Regions from separate parts of the Mus musculus genome. Here all the other regions are linked to region 1. Evidence: chromatin contacts called from public Hi-C and HiChIP or PLAC-seq data. All regions are on one chromosome and are shown on one strand. The core of a region is the stretch at or near the end of the contact, and the rest is flanking DNA. Distances in the headings are between cores, read along the strand shown. Region 1 has its middle 37 kb from the start of Tprg. Region 2 overlaps P3h2 (prolyl 3-hydroxylase 2). Region 3 overlaps Lpp (LIM domain containing preferred translocation partner in lipoma).

Region 1 (2,684 bases), core at 70-2,569:
GATCACTCATGGCTCTTAAGAGTGTTCTGTATCGTGTCCAAGTCTAACAGTAAGACAGCTCTTAAAAAAATAGGTCAGTTTTGTGCTTGTCTTTCATTTTACCTGCTCTGGTCCATGGTCCCTCTAGCCAGTGACATTCCTGAGCAGAAGAGAAGAGAGTGCATAGCAGTGCCATAAAATGACCCAGGAAGTTTGTACACTGTGGACAGTCAACCTCGAGCTGATCGATGTTCAGTGCAAGCCCTTCAGTGAGACACTGTTGTGTTGTGACTACTCTTGTGACTTGTGACAAGTTGCCTTCTCCTCTTTAATTTCCATTTCTCCAAGTGCAACGTGGAATTTCCATCATATGCCCCATGGTTCTCCGTGGTTCTGGTGGGATTTGAGGAGCGTGAATTACAAACTGGTATCCCGGAGCCATCCAGTCTAACGCAAGCTTTACTTTGCTCTGGGAGTAAACCTTAAGAAAAGGTCAGTTTTGCAGACGTCTTGAGGTTGTGTTCCAACGTCCTCGTTAAATAACCGAAGTCCAGACTGGCAGGCCCAGGGGAATATTTAATCAAGTAAAAAAAAAAAAGGCCAAGTCATTACTGGAACTCCGTCATCAGACCTGTAAACACAAGCATTTATTTGTGGGTGTCATGAGAAAGTGTGTTCACTTGTAATACTCTCTCCTGTACAGGTTCTACTTGTCAAATGTGTATGACTCTTCTGATAATTCAGAAGAGTGGAGAGAGCAAGACGAAAGGAAAGAGAGAAAATTACAACTGTAAACAGACTCTGGACAGCGAAGGATCAAAACAGCCTCTGGCTTGACTGGATGAGTCATAGCTATAGTCAGACCACAAATAGAAGCATAGCTTCTCTGTTGAAGGGCAGTCTTCCTGTCTGGAGAGGAAACCCAGCTCTGATTGGAGATAGTAGTTTTTGCAGACTTCAAAGCATCGCAAGCAACTGAACAGACAAGAGAAAGGGTTGGTAAACAGCGTTCCAGGTGCTACTCTGGAGAACCAGCCGCACAGCTCTGATTTGAAGCTATGTAGACATACTTTCATCGGAAGCCAAAAGCTGGTGGTTTGTTTGTATGCTTGGTTTGTTTTTTTCTTCTGCTTCTTTCTATAGTATTACTCCCTTCTAGCATCTGCATCTAATTTCATCTCAAGTAATGCAAGTTGTTCCTCCAGGCTCACACTCCAGGGCACAGAGAGAGATTGGCAAAGGGCCATCTAAGGAGGTAGGAGGAAGGCAAGGGCACGTGTTTTGAAACTACGAGGAAGGTGATGCTTTCAACAGGGCAAGTCTGAGACTGAGAGGGTGTGGCAGAACAGAGGAACATTCTAGTGGTTCCTACTAGGTAGACAAGCCAGTTTGGCCTCCTGAATTTAGACTTTAACACTGAGTCTGGGTATAGCTTAAAATTTAGTGTATATGTGAGGAAGAAGAACATGGAAAATTGGAATGAACGAATGGGACCCGGTGTCGGAGCCTGAGTGCCATTAAAGGTCTGGACTCTGTATGCTGTGGAAACAGGGAGGCAAGAAACAGAGACTACGGAAAGATGGGAACTCCAACCATGGGAGGTAGAATGAAGCAAGCTCAGGAAGGCCAACTACATCTGCTGTCACTTGGATGCTTGTCCAGCACAACGTAAGCCCCTGAACTTAGAAAGCACATAGGAGAGACGATGACATCGATAGATCTAATCGCTGGAGGATAGCAACATAAAATGTTTTTTACCAGTACATGTTTTGGTGTGTGTTAAGGTCATTGAGCTGAGTAGATGGGACCTGGAAAACTATATAGTCAGGTGATTGAAAATGACAAATGCATAATTTCCATTTGATAGACATAGGGGACAGGCAGTGAGGGAAAAGTTACCTGCACCATGTGTTTGACATTGGTGGTTTTGACTGACACAGGTTCACTACTTGCTCCACATTTCCTTTCCAACCTACGCTAGTAGCTTTTCTATCTGCTGTGATAAAATTCCCAGCTAAAGTGACCTACAGAGGAAGTATGAATTTAGACCTAAAGTTCCAGAGTACACAGGCCATGGTGGCAGGGTAGGTGCAGGAGGCGATGCGTCCTATTACATCTGTAATCAGGAAGCAGGCATAATGAAAGATGTTCAACCTCACTTTCTCATTTCATTCAAATCGAAACCCCAGCCCATAGAATCATACCTTCCACTTTCAGGGTGTCTTTTTCCACCTCAATGAACCAAATCTAGACTTATTTAAAGGATCGTTTCCATACCGACTCAAGTTCTGGTCGAATTGACATTTGGTGTTAGCTATCACACAGCTTTGATTTCACCCTGAGTCTTGGCCCTTGGGATCCCTGCAACACTGAACTTCTGTCAGGCAGCTGTGCCCTGGCTTCCTGTCTGAGGGTGGGTGAGTCACCTGTTCCCACTGGGTCCTGCATTCCTCATGTGTGAAATGAGGATGGGACAACAGTCTAGCTGTATGTCTGGAACAAGAAGCACCTGTTGCCAGCATTCTCTTTAATAAGCAAGCAAGCAAACAAACAAAGCCAGCCAATGAATCCTTCCTGTCATCATCCATGTCTTACAGATGGCCTAATAGATGATACATTAAATGATACATAATGCTCAAAAGGCCATAGGGTAACGTGTCCTGCTGACAGGCTCAGCCACCTCACTTTTAGCACCATTCCTTCTA
Region 2 (2,684 bases), core at 119-2,618, 710 kb after region 1:
TTACAGTGTTCATGGCTCTCTTTGTCTTCCACTGTTAAATGGGCATTGTATCCCATGCTTAGAACATATGTGCATTCTCCAGGAAAGACCATATTTAGTGTTATATCTGTTCGATACAGTATTATGATGATGAAAACCAGCCTTTGAAATATAGAACTTTGAAAAAGGAAAGGACAAATGGTCCTTAAGTGATAAAAAAGTAAGACTTTGTTATTTACTCTGCTGTGAGCTTAGGGTCCATGTGTGTAAACAAGGGAAAAGGTGGCCCTGGTGGAAGGATCTAGACCTGCAGAGGCATGGATGAGAGAGGCAAGTTCCATCTTTGGCCAAAGAGGTAAACGTACAAATTCTCTAGGTAGAGGGAGCCCTGCATCTAGATTTCAGCCTCACAGGCAAGGCATTCTTGCATCCCCTATTCCAACAGCGGTGGCTTCAGTCCTACTCCTGTCTGCTCTAACTCAGTCATCACAGCATCATGTCGGAGCCTCAGTTTTTGCCCAAAGTGAAAGAGGCAACTGGATTGTAATCTCTTTGGCTTTCTTCAGCCCTTATAACTACAAATATTCGAATGGGATTTTCCACTTATTTGCAAACAGGACTATTTAACATATAGACTCTAATTTCTGAGTTTGGCTTTCCTAAGTCATTCGATGGCACTCCCTAAATATTTGAATGAAATTATGCATGGTTTGATGTGGAGCAGATTAAAAAAATGAATGCTTTAGTAGATCTTCGATGTTCCAGGTGTAAAGCAACATGGCCAACCAGCAGAACGGGAACAACCACTCCCTGCTGTCAGCGTGACACACGATGGGATCGCACACAACAGTGGCGGCATCTACTGAGGCGCTTACCCACTTTCTATGGGCTGGATGGCACATTCTGTGCTGAAGCTGCTGCCTCTCCCAGGGCACGAGCGCACCCAGGAAACAAGAACTGTGCAGAGCCAAGGTCTGATTTCTTTGTTGATGTCTTGTAACCAGAAAACAGAAATTAGATCCTTGCCCAGATCTGTCTATCATGGAGTTTTTGTGCCAGCAAGTGCTTTGCAGTGAAGAGCAAACAAATTAACTGCTTCACATATCACGAACTGTCAACCCTAAAGTCGGGGTAAAAGTTTCATAGCCCTGTAGTAGCCCTGTGGTGACGTCACTTGCCACTCTCAGATGTTAGCAGAAAAAAACTTGCTTGTATTTTTTAATATTTCTAATATTAGTCTTGCTATTGGTTTATGTTCAGTTTGAATCTTGAGGAAGGCATAGGGTTTTGGAAACAATTATAATGAATGACACCATTTTCAGAAGAGGAACTGGAGTCCAGAAAGAGGAAGCGAGTTAGTTGCTTTAGGTCACCCGGGAATTGAGAGCTTTGCCCAGTCTTCCACGGCAGAGATACATCCTGAATTCTGGTTTGGCAGTGGTAGGCCAACAGCACACAGCACTGAAGTTGAATTTCTCAGTTCCACCGAGCAAAGTCTTCTTAGCCCTAACCAGATCACAAGTGGCAGAAAGTGAACCTCCCCCTTTACTGGAGCACATTGCAACAGTGGGTGTGGTCTGAGAGCAGAGCCTTTGCAGTGAACCCCGAAGTCTTTGAGTTCTCTGAATTAACACTCCAGCTCGCTAGCCAGTCTTGTTCCCTCCAAAGCAAGTTACCCACTTTCTTGCAGACCACTGTCTGCTGGCAGAGTTGTCATGGTCCATGTGTTCCTGGGTTGTCCCAGATAGTTACAAAAACATCATTGGAAGATAAAATAGGTGTGCATCGGAAGACAAGTTCTGTAACAAGGATCCCTTTATTAAACACTTCAGACACAGCATGCCTGTGTGAGCTGACAGCAGCAGGAAGAGGAGGCTGCCCAACAGAAGCCATTGAGGTGCAGCCTGTGAGAAACAGCTCTGAATTTATACCAGCAGGAGCCCCTCTCCAGCAGCAATAGTGCCTAGGGCAGGGCAATTTAAGGTATTCATTCTTCCATCACCACTGGGGGTGAACCTACACTGCTGGAACCCCTGTTTAGGTGTCCCCTCTTACAGAGCACTGTGGAGGGGAATCAGAACTTCATTTGAAAACACCAGTCCTAACATTCTACCCAAGGGGACCCCGTGCCATAGTCCTTAATCCAGTGGTGGCTTCCTCAAGCCTGAAAGATGCTGTTCTCTGTGATTCTTGGGACTTGGCAGACTGTGTCCTGGGAGCTCCTGTAGACACAAGGCAAACTTGCTGTGAAGAGTCTGAACTCTCAGCCAATGGAACCATGAAAGGTGATGGGGGAAAGGCAGCAAACCATAGAAGCCTGAGACCAATTCACATCCTATCTTTAGACCTCGGGGCACACTCTAGCTGTGGGGTGCTGAGTGCAGGCTGATCATGTTGATATTCTGAATATGCTGCAAAGTAACTGTGTGTGTGTGTGTGTGTGTGTGTGTGTGTGTGTGTGTGTGTGTGTGTGTGCCATGTAGTGTTTGTGTATCTGGGTGGTATGTGTTTCTGTATGTTTATGTTTGTCTTATGTATGTGTGGCGTATTTGGGAGTTTGTGCCATGTGTACATGGCCTGTGTGCACTTCTGTAGTGTAAATTCTGTTGCATGTTTACTGGTGTGACATGAAGAGTGTGGGTGTTGTGACTCAGTGCGGTGTGTGCTTGAGGGTGTGAATGGGCTCTGAATGATGAACTGAAGCA
Region 3 (2,684 bases), core at 131-2,630, 610 kb before region 1:
CTGATACTGAAATTTTGACAAAAAACGGGTTGAGTTTCATACTTTCCAAACATGAATTTTGTCCTTGGAAAATGGAATGAGTCATCTTCTTTATGTAGTAGAGATAATTCCCTGACATGTGATATGCTAGCTGCTAGTCATGATTTTGAGTTTTAGTTTATATCTAATTTATATGAATTAACATGAAGTAGAATTTACAATTAGTTCCATCGACTCTCTGTGTTTTAGGCGATGACTCCCATGCTCATCGCATGCTGGGCTGTTTAGAACATCCCATTTAAAACAAATTTGTATTGTCCAGTGGCGATAGAATGGACTCCATAGAGGACAGTTAGGGAACTGGAGGAACCAGTCTTCAGGTGTGTCTTACTGCTTTCTCTAAGCTTAGTTCAAACAATATTGGCCTGTATTGGTAATCAATAAGATACTGAGATACTTTGTTTTCAAGATACTTTCGTTTTTTGTTTTTTGTTTTTTTTTTTAACGTAGGCACCAAAAACCAAAACAAAACAGAAAACTCTGTAGGATAAATCCTCGCTGGCACAGAAGATCAACACTTAGACTTGTTTTATAACCGAGAGGATTAAGAGTACAACACCGCCCAATCCCTAGAATATCAGAGAAACAAAGGCCACAGGTGTTTGAGAGCTTTGTCAGGAGTGCTGTTTCTAGAAATGTGTCCTTCTCATGTTTATGCCCCTGCTGGCTTGGGATGAGAAGTTGTTGGGAATCCTAGAATGTTAAGACCCCTGTCCTCAGAAGATTTCTATATCATAGCCTCGTTCCAATCCAGTCTGAGGCATACGAACAAAAGCTTTCCTATTAAAATGAAGAGATCAACAAAGTAAGTAGATGGTAAATGAATGACATCATTTGTTTGTTTGTTTGTTTGTTTGTTATATAGAGTCAGAAGCTGTGGTTGATACACTCTGGTATTTATTTTTGGGAGAACGATTTTGCCTGATGGTTTGACAGAAATGCCAGGACAGCGTTTCTCCCCTTTGGGTGGCCAGACAGAAGTGAAACCTAGTTGACTTTCACTTCCAATTTACCTTGCTTTGATTTCCAATTTATTGGCACCCAGGATCTGGTGTTTGGGTGGTGACCAAGATCAGCGGGTGAGGGTTACTATGAGAAATTCCACAGGGAATAAGTTGGTGTTGGGTGCAAAAAGCTCATATGTCCTATTTGAGGCTGTGTGAAATGAACTGGATCCTCCCAATGAGGTGGCCCCAGAGATTTAATCCTCTGGGGTGACTGCATTCACAAGTCTTTTCAAGAGCCTAAGCACCATAAAATACAACCACAAAGCCTTCCTTCCAAGGAATGTGTGTATCGGCTCATGTCAAGGGCTCTTAGCAGGAAACAATGAGCCTAAAGCCATAATCTAATAAACAAACAGATAATCCAGTTCAGGTTTGTCTAGGTAATATAATGTCTCTATCAAACTAGTTCTTGCACCTTTAGCTCTATTCAGAAGGAAAGAGTTCTTCGTGGGAATATGTGTGTTTTCTTAGCAGGGGGATGTGTGTTTCCCGTGACCGCATAGCTTGTTTTTCTCTTCTTGCTCAGTCTTGTTGCTCACGGTGGGAATTTTCCATCTTGGTAATTTGGTATTTTCCTTGGTTTTTATTGTAAAGGATGGAAATGTGTACACCTCAATTTCAGGTTTCTTGTTGCACCACCTCCATCTCAGTTGCCTTTGGCCTGGGCAGCCAGTACTCGCTCGTCTTCATGCCTTTCTACCCACCAAACCTTTAGGCAACCAGCAAGCTCGAAGGTGAAGCTGTTTCTATACAGGAAGTTCACGGATTCCTGGGGGGAATTTCCAAAGGTCTGGAGTCCTTTATACTCCCCTGTGACAACTGAGTGGCACGTGGAAAATACTGTACGCTGGGAGTCTACTTTGAAAACAACTACTGAATTGCTTAATTTCCAATATGGCCATGGGGTTTTGGTATGAGGGAGGTCAGTCATTAGCAGCACGAGTTACTGAGTTCTCTTTGCCTGATCTTGCCTAGAGAATTATGTGTTATGGTAAATGCTCAATGAGTGCCTTCTTGCAGTTAGGCTAACTGCCCTGCCATAACATCGGGCTATTTTCTGGCTACTCAGGTTGGAAACAGTCTGTCTCTTTGCTGTTAATTCGCCCTCACATTTTGAGTCACGGAGTCATAAACCATTGGTGTTGAAAGCGTCTTTAAAAGCTATTAAGCAAGTGCCTGGCACTTACAAAGCTTTAATCTGTATCACAGTATTTCTCCTCCTCACCCCGCCTTGAACATGTGCAGTTATAGGTAGTTTTCACTTTCTCAAGCCAGTGACTTTCTAGTTTTCTTTCACGGTCAAGCATCAGGCACTTAGCAAACGCAGATACACTGAAGTGATATGTTATTGCCAATGTTTCTGTGAAACTCTTTGTAGGTTTTCCAAACAAGCTTAATATTCCCAGCTGTATCATCAGGGTAGTTCAGGCTCATATTCTGTATTACCTAGTGTCAGCTGTAACATGTCCAAAGAAGTAAATATGGTTATAGGGTGGCTTGCTTTTTGTTTTTGTTGTTGCATGTATCTGCTAGATATATTCTACCTCTCATTCCATTTGTTATCTTCTCCTTAAAGTCACAAAGTAGCTCTCTGGTCCCTGATTCTGGTGTGGACCATCCTATCCTGGGCAGCATCAG

What was found. A called contact is a pair of places that touch in the nucleus more often than the background predicts. HiChIP or PLAC-seq counts read pairs in DNA pulled down with a chosen protein or histone mark.
Region 2: a contact with region 1 is called in a Hi-C map of pro-B cells, with 4 times the contacts expected there. The contact joins two enhancer-like sites. A contact is called at or near these places in 7 of 39 promoter capture datasets (the 3T3-L1 cell line, 3T3-L1-derived adipocytes, hippocampal neurons and 3 more), 7 of 484 Hi-C or Micro-C datasets (3T3-L1-derived adipocytes, B cells, cerebellum and 4 more) and 1 of 115 datasets of contacts at active chromatin or transcription factors (large pre-B cells).
Region 3: an H3K27ac HiChIP or PLAC-seq map of large pre-B cells shows a contact between it and region 1, with 3 times the contacts expected there. The contact joins two enhancer-like sites. A contact is called at or near these places in 2 of 15 datasets of contacts at CTCF or cohesin (the NIH/3T3 cell line and large pre-B cells), 11 of 484 Hi-C or Micro-C datasets (the 63-12 cell line, the C10 cell line, the HPC-7 cell line and 6 more) and 3 of 115 datasets of contacts at active chromatin or transcription factors (bone marrow-derived macrophages, fibro-adipogenic progenitors and large pre-B cells).

The regions. Positions count from the first base shown.
Region 1 is chr16:25,248,147-25,250,830 of GRCm38.p6, forward strand. No RefSeq gene overlaps it. Among named protein-coding and RNA genes, the nearest start is that of Tprg, 37 kb to the right of the region's middle. Within about 2 kb of position 1,320, at least 81 of the 459 cell types and tissues checked have an H3K27ac peak or open chromatin away from gene starts, as enhancers often do. A contact at or near this core is called in B cells, pre-B cells and pro-B cells, where this site is marked.
Region 2 is chr16:25,957,508-25,960,191 of GRCm38.p6, forward strand. It overlaps P3h2 (prolyl 3-hydroxylase 2), which reads right to left. Exons shown (of 15, transcript NM_173379.3): 15 at 1,777-2,684. Among named protein-coding and RNA genes, the nearest start is that of P3h2, 150 kb to the right of the region's middle. Within about 2 kb of position 1,369, at least 67 of the 459 cell types and tissues checked have an H3K27ac peak or open chromatin away from gene starts, as enhancers often do. A contact at or near this core is called in B cells, pre-B cells and pro-B cells, where this site is marked.
Region 3 is chr16:24,642,176-24,644,859 of GRCm38.p6, forward strand. The region is part of intron 5 of Lpp (LIM domain containing preferred translocation partner in lipoma); the gene reads left to right. Among named protein-coding and RNA genes, the nearest start is that of Mir28a, 180 kb to the right of the region's middle. Within about 2 kb of position 1,381, at least 12 of the 459 cell types and tissues checked have an H3K27ac peak or open chromatin away from gene starts, as enhancers often do. A contact at or near this core is called in pro-B cells, where this site is marked.